Regions from separate parts of the Sus scrofa genome. Here region 1 is linked to region 2. Evidence: chromatin contacts called from public HiChIP or PLAC-seq data. All regions are on one chromosome and are shown on one strand. Each heading gives the region's core, a stretch centred on a gene start, on an enhancer-like site or on the middle of the called end of the contact. The rest is flanking DNA. Distances are from core to core; before and after follow the strand shown. Region 1 holds the start of RTFDC1 (replication termination factor 2 domain containing 1). Region 2 holds the start of CASS4 (Cas scaffolding protein family member 4).

Region 1 (3,920 bases), core at 80-2,579, 50 kb before region 2:
AGAGGCAGAGGGTCTGATCACACAAGGTCTGTGAGAATTTTACCGTGAATACAATGAGAAGCCACTTGAGTGATTTAAACACAATAGTGATACACGTAATTTATTTTTAAAAAAGACTTCTCTAGGGAGTTCCCAATTCGGCACAGCGGAAACTAATCTGGCCAGTATCCATGAGGATGTGGCTTCAGATCCCTGGCCTTGTTCAGTGGGTCGGGGATCCTTTGTTGCTATGGCTGTGGTATAGACTGGCAGCTGTAGCTCCGATTCAACCCCTAGCCTGGGAACTTCCATGGGCCGCACATGCGGCCCTAAAAAGCAAAAAAAAAAAAAAAAAAAAAAAAAAAAAAAAAAAAATCCTCTTTGGCTGCTGAATGGAGTCACAGTGTGTCAGTCACTTGGTCACTTGTATTAGGTGCTTTACACACCTACTATTATTAAAAAGCAATTACTAGTGCTAACTCTGAAATCCTGAATAACTGGATGGGAATCCTGTTATTACCTACCAATTGTGTGATCTTGGTCGTGTTACTGACTCAATTTCCCTATAAATTATAATTGGCTCAATCACTTTTCAGAATTAGGGATTATCCACTCATTCATTTATTCACTATATTTACTGTACCAGGAACCCTGCTACTTGTAAAGGGGAAAGAGATGCAGCCTCTGCAATCGTCTGAGATCAACATTCATTGACCGGAACGCTGTGTACACGGGGGTAAGACAGTTTTTAGAGGAGGCCCTGATCTCACAGGGAGCGGTTTGAGAAGACTTTACTGAGGAAACGAAGTTAGGGTGTACAAAACAGCAGCAGACAGCAGACAGACTTCAAATCCTGGCTCTCCTACTGACTAGCTCTGCAACCTTTTCCTCTTAGATCGCAATTTCCAGGTCTGAAAAGAGAGACTAATGACAGTATGTACCCCTAGGGCTCTTGTAAGAGTTACAAGAGCAATGCCACATTATGCGTACTGCCGGGTGAATGCCACACGCTCAGTAAAGGTCCGTTATTGATACTGCGGTTAATTTTGAGTTTTGAAAGGTATAATTGAGCTTCGTTGACGGTAGAACCCCTCTAGCTCCCCCTCCCACCTCCCTTCTCTCCCCGGGGAGCTCTGCATGCCTCAGAAGCCCCCGGACCCCACTGGGCCCCTGTCACTGACCTTCTCAACCTTCTTCGGCCCCTTCACCAGCTCGTGCCTCTTGGGGATTGTGCCTCCGTCGCAACCCATAGCAAGCCAAGAGTCAGAGTCCGCAGTAATTCCCCCTAGCAGCCACTTCCGGGGTCCCTAGCGAGCGCAATCGTCACTTCCGGCGCGCCGCGTGACGCAAACCGCTAGTCGCGACGGGGCGGGGGACGGGGCGGGGCTTTTGCCAAGCCCCGGTTGCCATGGAGAGCGTCTTTAGGCATTGGGCGTGGCCCAGCCGCTGGGGCTGTTGCAAAGCGCCGGCAGGGCTTTGTGAGTGTGTCTGGTGTCAAGAGTTCTCCCACTCCCGCGCCGCCGCTGCCGCCCTTCCCTTCCTTTTTCCGATGGGCGCTGGATTTCTGCTGCACCCGCCAAATCGCTCGCCCACGCTCCGGGGGCGAGGGGCCCGCAAATCGCTCGCCCACGCTCCGGGGGTGAGGGGCCCGCACTAGTCGAGGTGGCTCAGGGTCACCCGCCGCTCCTGGGCCCCGTTGCACCCTAGCCTCTCTGACTGTGGGCAGATATCCCCAGACTGGGAGTAAGAGCAAGGAAGGGCTGCATTTTATTACTGCAATTACTGATGAATATGAATGGATCGTTCCTTCAGTTACCGTTGGTGTGTTCAAAAGAGAATGCATCTTTTTATTGAGCCTTAGGTATGACCTAAGCAGGTAAATCCTTTAAAGTGGTGTTGGATGAGGCTGTGGAGGAGTAAGATTCTCTTACGGTCTGAAACTTCTGACACTGCCGTGTATATTGTATAGGTACACGCAGTTTGTGCGTGTATGTATTTCATTCACCGCATCCTGAAGCCCTGGCTAAAAGATGTTTTTATTTATTAAAAAAGGGGCGTATTATAAATTAAAAGTAAAAAGTAAATTTAAAAAAGAAACAGCAAGTCTAACAGACGCAGATTTATAAATCATACACTGATGGCACCACACCTTTCCTAGGGCTGTATTACATCTATAAAGAGAACATAAATCCCTTGCAAACTCCCTGTTAAAATTCATGATTGCCTGCTCCCCTGCCCTTGACTATCTCTCCATTTGTTCATTTAATTATTAGAAATAGGAGTTTCCGTCTTGGCTCAGTGGAAACGAATCCCATTAGGAACCATGAGGTTGCAGGTTCAATCCCTGCAGCTCAGTAGGTTAAGGATCCGGTGTTGCTGTGAGCTGTGGTGTAGGGGTGTAGGTCATAGACGAGGCTCTGATCTGGTGTTGCTGTGGCTGTGATTAGACCCCTAGCCTGGGATTAGACCCCTAACCTGGGAACTTCCATATGCCATGGGTGCGGCCCTAAAAAGACAAAAAGAAAAGGAAATATTAGCGGAAAGCCTATCCTCTGTCAGTAAAGCAGCCCTTTATGATTGGATGTTACCATGATGACCAAAGTGAAATGTAAAAAAGCTGAAACTATTCGCCACTTGGGAACAGAAAACACAGTATATGTGGATATGAAAACTTTAAGGGTTATAAGAGTGGGTTATCTGTTACTGCAATTAATGGGACTTAAAAGAAAACAAGCCCTCTAATCAGTTGGTCTCTGATTGGCTTATGATTTGTTTTTTAAGCCCATCACAAAACTGGAAACTCTGCAGGGACTTTGTTTTATTCCTCGATAAACCAAAAGTACAGTCTCATTCTAAATACAACTGGAGGAGTTCCCATCATGGGGCAGCAGAAGTGACTCTGACTAGTACCCATGAGGATGCAGTTTCAATCCCTGGCCTCACTCGGTGGGTTAATGTTCTGGCGTTGTCATGAGCTATGGCGTAGGTTGCAGATGTGGCTCAGATCCCATGTTGCTATGGCTGTGGTGTAAGCTGGTGGCTACAGCTGCAATTCGACCCCTAGCCTGGGAACCTCCGTATGAGGGTTCGGCCCCAAAAAGACCAAAGGAAAAAAATATACATTTGGAGGAGTTCCTGCGTAGGTCAGTGGGTTAAGGATCTGATTATCACTGCTGTGGCTCAGGTTGCTGCTGTGGTGTGGGTTTAATCTCTGGCCCAAGAATTTACACACGCCACGGCTGCTAGGTAAATAAATAAATGCAAATAAATGCAATTAGAATCTCATTTACTGGGAAGGAAACAGAAGGCTGGAAAGATCAAAGCAGTCATCTAAGGTCAGACAGCTAGTAATCGAGAAAGGAGTTTTAAGATTAGTTTTCTTTTACAGCAATGGGCAGAAAATCAGAGACTTGCAAAAACCCAAAGATCTCTAGACAACTCTCAAGCCAGTGATTTTTTGCTGGCCAGGAAATCTACCCCTCACCAAATTCATCTGGGGAGGGAAAAAAAATAGCGACTGTGTCTCAAACCATGATTCTACACTGGAAACTTTGGAAGCATTTCTTTCCTCCTGTCCTCACAACACAATTCGGGGGCTAGCCTGCCTTCTTTTTTCCAAACCGCAAGCCTGAGGTTCAGATGTAATGAGATTCAGGGGCACATATCCAGGAAGTAACAGGAGTAGAAGATAAGGGAGGGGCTTTCTCAAATGAGGCCCATCTACCTACAGATGCCACCCTCTTTAACCTCTCCTCCAAAAGCTGCTGATGACACCCTGTGGTGATGACCTCGTGGGCGTTAAAGTTCAGTAGCTGGATGTTTTTTTCTCTTCCTCCTTGGCTTCCTCTTTTAGCATATTGGTCACTAAGCTACTCTGTGTTGCAGAGGGTACACAGCTAAAATGTTTCTACTGTTTGTTGTTATCATCAATAGCAACTCAT
Region 2 (4,252 bases), core at 893-3,392:
TAATCAAAAGCATTGAAGACAAAGCGGTCAATCAATGTTGCTAAAACGGATGGAGCTCCAATCCGTCCTGCTCATTGTGCAAGACAAGAAGCTCAGCCTGTTCAGCTACTGCCCCTATTCCCGTAAAACCTTTAAAAAACGCATAGTATCTTCTATGTGTGCTGGCAGTTCCGCAGGGATGCCCAAGAAATCGGGACCTGGCTGCCCCTGGACTTGGGGTGAAGACTTGGTTTCCTGGCCTGCTGCTGCCCTTACTGGGCAGGGCATCAGTGGGAGCTGGGACATCACTGCCTAGGTCGAGGTTGCCACACTATGGCCTGCGGACCCAACCCGCATGACCCCTCCTAGAGTGAGGAAAGATTTTATATTTTAAAAGACTATGAAAACAAAAAATATGCACCAGAGATTATAGCTGGGTCACAAAGCTTAAAATCCTGTCTAGCTCTTGATGAAAAGATGCTGACTGCTGACCTAAGGGTCAGCATGGACTGAGTGGTTTAGAGCTGGGGCCCTGGGCAGTCTGCCTGGGTGTAACCCCTGGCCTTCCACTCGCTAGCGAATGACCCACGAGATCTGCTTTCCTCATCTATAAAGTGGGGCTCCGAGTAGCACATCTGCTCAGGGAGACATCCAGAGAAATGAGAAAATGCAAATGGCCCACACAACACAGGGCCTGGCAGATGGACAGTCAGTAAGGGTTGGCGGGAATTATCTGCACACTATTGATGATTGACTTTCAGGGGTGCTGCCGCGAATGTCAGATACAGGTTACACGCATCTATATATACAGGTTAATTGAACATGGTCAAATGCTACCGAAATGAGGGAGCATAAACGGCACATACATAAAAAGAAATCCGAATCACAAAAAGAACTGTAACTGATCCCCTCTGCTGTGCACTTGAAACACATGTACATCCACTAGACTCCAACTCAAAACGAAAGTTAAATTAAAAACTGGATGGGCATAGAGAAGGTCAGCGTCATGAAGGAAAAGCAGAAGGAGCGGCTGTTCTAGACCAGGGGTGACAGAGACCCAGCACACGATATGTGCGGCCCTGGAGTGAATTCCGGGCTGGAACCGCAAACAAACCACAGACAAACACATCACGAAGTAAAAACTGCCCCCAAAGCGAAAGAGGATATTTTTGGATTTTTGGAAAATGCGAATGTAGCCTATGTCTAAATATACACAAATAGATACACACGAATGTGACAAAATGCCAGGGATCGGTCAATGTCGGTAAAAGACATGCGCAGGTTGATGGAATTCACTTTTTCCCCATTTTCCCAATGGTTTAAAAGTTTTCAAAGAAAATAGCTGGGTAGAGAATTCAAGGGTCGTTACACTATTTACACACCATCTACCTAAGAGAGACTGTCGTGCGTTGTTCAGCCATACATTCCACCAGTGGCTCCTGTTATGATTGTTGGAATAATAAATAACACATTTAATTCATATAAACAGACTCCCCATTTCATAACTGTTTTCAGTTCTTTTTCCAGTTCTACTTAAAAATTTAAAAAGATGTAGCAAAATAACCTTGACCTCCTTGTCCCTATGTCCAGGCAGTTTGTTTAGCAGCCCGCAAACATGTGAACACAGAAGTTGAGGTGCAAACAGCTTGAGGAGGCCCCCTGTGGCCTCAGGGCTGGGGCAGAGACCCGGGTCCAGCTCCCGTTTGAGTTTGTCAGCCGATGAACAGACACAGAGGAATGGCTTGGTTGTGCGATCAACCCCCTAAGCTGGTTTTTGCTAGAAAGTCATTTCCATCCACCTCTGAGTCAAAATGGGTAAGAGCTTTAAAGCCCATTTATCTTCTGCACTTAAACATGCAGGAACCTCTCCCCTCTCGAACTCACATGCAACCGGTATGCTCCTGACCTCGTCGGAATCTCAGCACGGCAACGGGCCACGGCCCTTAACCAACGCAGGTGGTTCCAACGGCCCTGCCACTCACCTTGGGCGCTCCGTCTGGGCCGCCTGCTCCTTTCATGCTGCTGGTGTGAGCCGCGCCTTGGAGCCCCACGGGTGATAAGCTCCGCTTAGAGGCGGTTGCGCAATGTCACTGCATGCCTCTGGCTGGTTCTCAGAAACGGAGTTCTATGGAGCTATCTGACAGCACAGGAAACTGTCAGAATGATTCTCCCAGCTGGCGAACTTTCTGGAAAGGACTAGAAGAGAAGGAAAGGGGTGAAGGAGGGGAGAGCTGGGATCCAAGCCACACTCACTCCTCATTGCCTGACGTCTATAAGCAGAGACGGTCACACATTTGCTACCAGAAACCGCAAAAGAAAAAAAAAAAAAACAAGTCTTCTGCTTTATAGGGTGAAGTTCCTTCTTTGAAGCTGAGTGTGTGAAGGCAGGGCATCCTCCTCTGGTGAATGTCGTGGAACAACCCCCACCAGGCAGACCCAGCTCATTTTCTTGGGTAGAGGCTGCCGGGCCATATTTCTGATGACGGGTCCGTGCTGCTTCTTTCCTGCTCCCTAGAACTTGCCCCGCGACAGCCAGAGAAAACAAGTCAGGGGTTGCCCAGGAGACGTTGTCCCGCATTTTTCCCCATCAGGATCAGGATCACACTCCGTCCCCCTCCGCCACCGCCCCTGCGCTGTCCCCCACTGCTGTCCCCCACGCAAACCCCGGGTCTTTGCTCCGCACCAGCGCTACGCTGAACATGGATCATCACATTATCCAACTCATCAAGCCACCCACCGCCTGTACTCGAAACCACAGCACTAGCTCCTGCAGATGAGCAGGACCTGCTCTTTCCACGTTCTCTGCACTCACACCAAACACCCAGCGACGACCTACAGGGTCCTCTAGGCACGTCTGCATTTTTATTTCATGTAACAAACTGGTACCCATCTTTCTGAGCCTGGCTCAACCTCCATCTGTAACAAGCTGTCTCTCCCATATCTCCCTTCCTGCAATGACGACATGTACTGTCTTGCCTGCTGGTTGTCCCTGGCTTGGTCCCCGCAAGTCTGGGCACCAGGAAGGATTTAGGGATGGAAATAGCAGACTGATTTTAAATTCCCATTATTGTTGGAAGTCAATGTCTGGGCTCATGTAATTGACATGCAGAGGCAAGATAATGGGAGCCACAAGGATGCCACAGAATGATCACAAACTGATTTGGCAACAAGGGCAAGGTGGACAGCCAGAGATGCGGAGAGAGACGGGAGGAGGGGTTACTTACGGAAGGCTTCGCGAGTTAGGAGAGGTGTGAGAAGCAGGGCAGCTCAACATAGGCTGAGACTAGGAGTATTGTATCCTGTTAAGTCTTTACAGATGAGACAAATCATTACAACAGTACTACTGCAATGCCTATAACCAGTGGTGATTATTTATGAGGCAAAGGCCACGGCAAAATGGCAGGTGATCTGTGAATCTGGACGTTTCTCTTGGGTGCACCTCTTTGCTCCTGCTTTCTCCTGGCTCTACCAGCTTCTCAGTGTCGGCGGCCACGGGCCACGTAGCACCTCAGATGAGGAAGACGCAAGCGCTGTCGAGGCAAGGCTCAAGTTCAGGTTTCCATAGTTGGCATCTACTAAACCAAAGTTCGATGTTTCCATACATGCTTTGAGATGTAATGATGTTAGGATCGTGTTTTTAAAAGTCCTTATTTCTAAGAGATGTATACTGAATATTTACAGGCAAAATCTGAGATTCACTTTAAAATAATTCAAGGTGGAAGAGGATAGAGGTACATAGGTAGAACAATTTTGGGCATGGGTCGAAAATTGGGGAGTCTGAGTGATGGGTCCATGGGGATTCATTGTACTGTACTGTGGGGATTGAATTTAAAAAAATAACAGCTTTAGGGAGTTCCCATCATGGCTCAGCGGTTGACGAACCCAACTAGTATCCATGATGTGGGTTTGATCCCTGGCCTTGCTCAGTGGGTTAAGGATCTGGCGTTGCCGTGAGCTGTGATGTAGGTCGCAGACGCAGCTCGGGTCTGGATCTGGCTGTGGCGTAGGCAGGCAGCAGCTGCAGCTCCAGATATAATTCACATACCACAAAATCTACCCTTTTCAAGAGCAGGATTCAGTATTTTTTTTTTTAGTACATTCAGAGTTGTGCAACCATCACCACTAATTCTAGAACGTTTTCATCACCCCAAGTTGAAACCCTGTGCCCATCAGCAGTCACTTCTTGTCCCCTCCCCCCCACCTCTGGCAACCATTGTTTCTCTTCTATTATTCACCTTTGTATACATTTGAGACAAAAGAAAAAGGATGGACA

The links. HiChIP or PLAC-seq counts read pairs in DNA pulled down with a chosen protein or histone mark.
Region 1: an H3K27ac HiChIP or PLAC-seq map of alveolar macrophages shows a contact between it and region 2. The contact joins the promoter of RTFDC1 here to the promoter of CASS4 in region 2. A contact is called at or near these places in 1 of 5 promoter capture datasets (liver), 14 of 47 Hi-C or Micro-C datasets (alveolar macrophages, blood, brain and 5 more) and 2 of 2 datasets of contacts at active chromatin or transcription factors (alveolar macrophages and skeletal muscle).

What each region holds. Positions count from the first base shown.
Region 1 is chr17:57,038,376-57,042,295 of Sscrofa11.1, reverse strand. RTFDC1 (replication termination factor 2 domain containing 1) reads right to left here and starts at 1,329. Exons shown (of 9, transcript NM_001110432.1): 1 at 1,161-1,329. The coding sequence starts at 1,229.
Region 2 is chr17:56,989,103-56,993,354 of Sscrofa11.1, reverse strand. CASS4 (Cas scaffolding protein family member 4) reads right to left here and starts at 2,142. Exons shown (of 6, transcript NM_001110431.2): 1 at 1,962-2,142. The coding sequence starts at 1,997.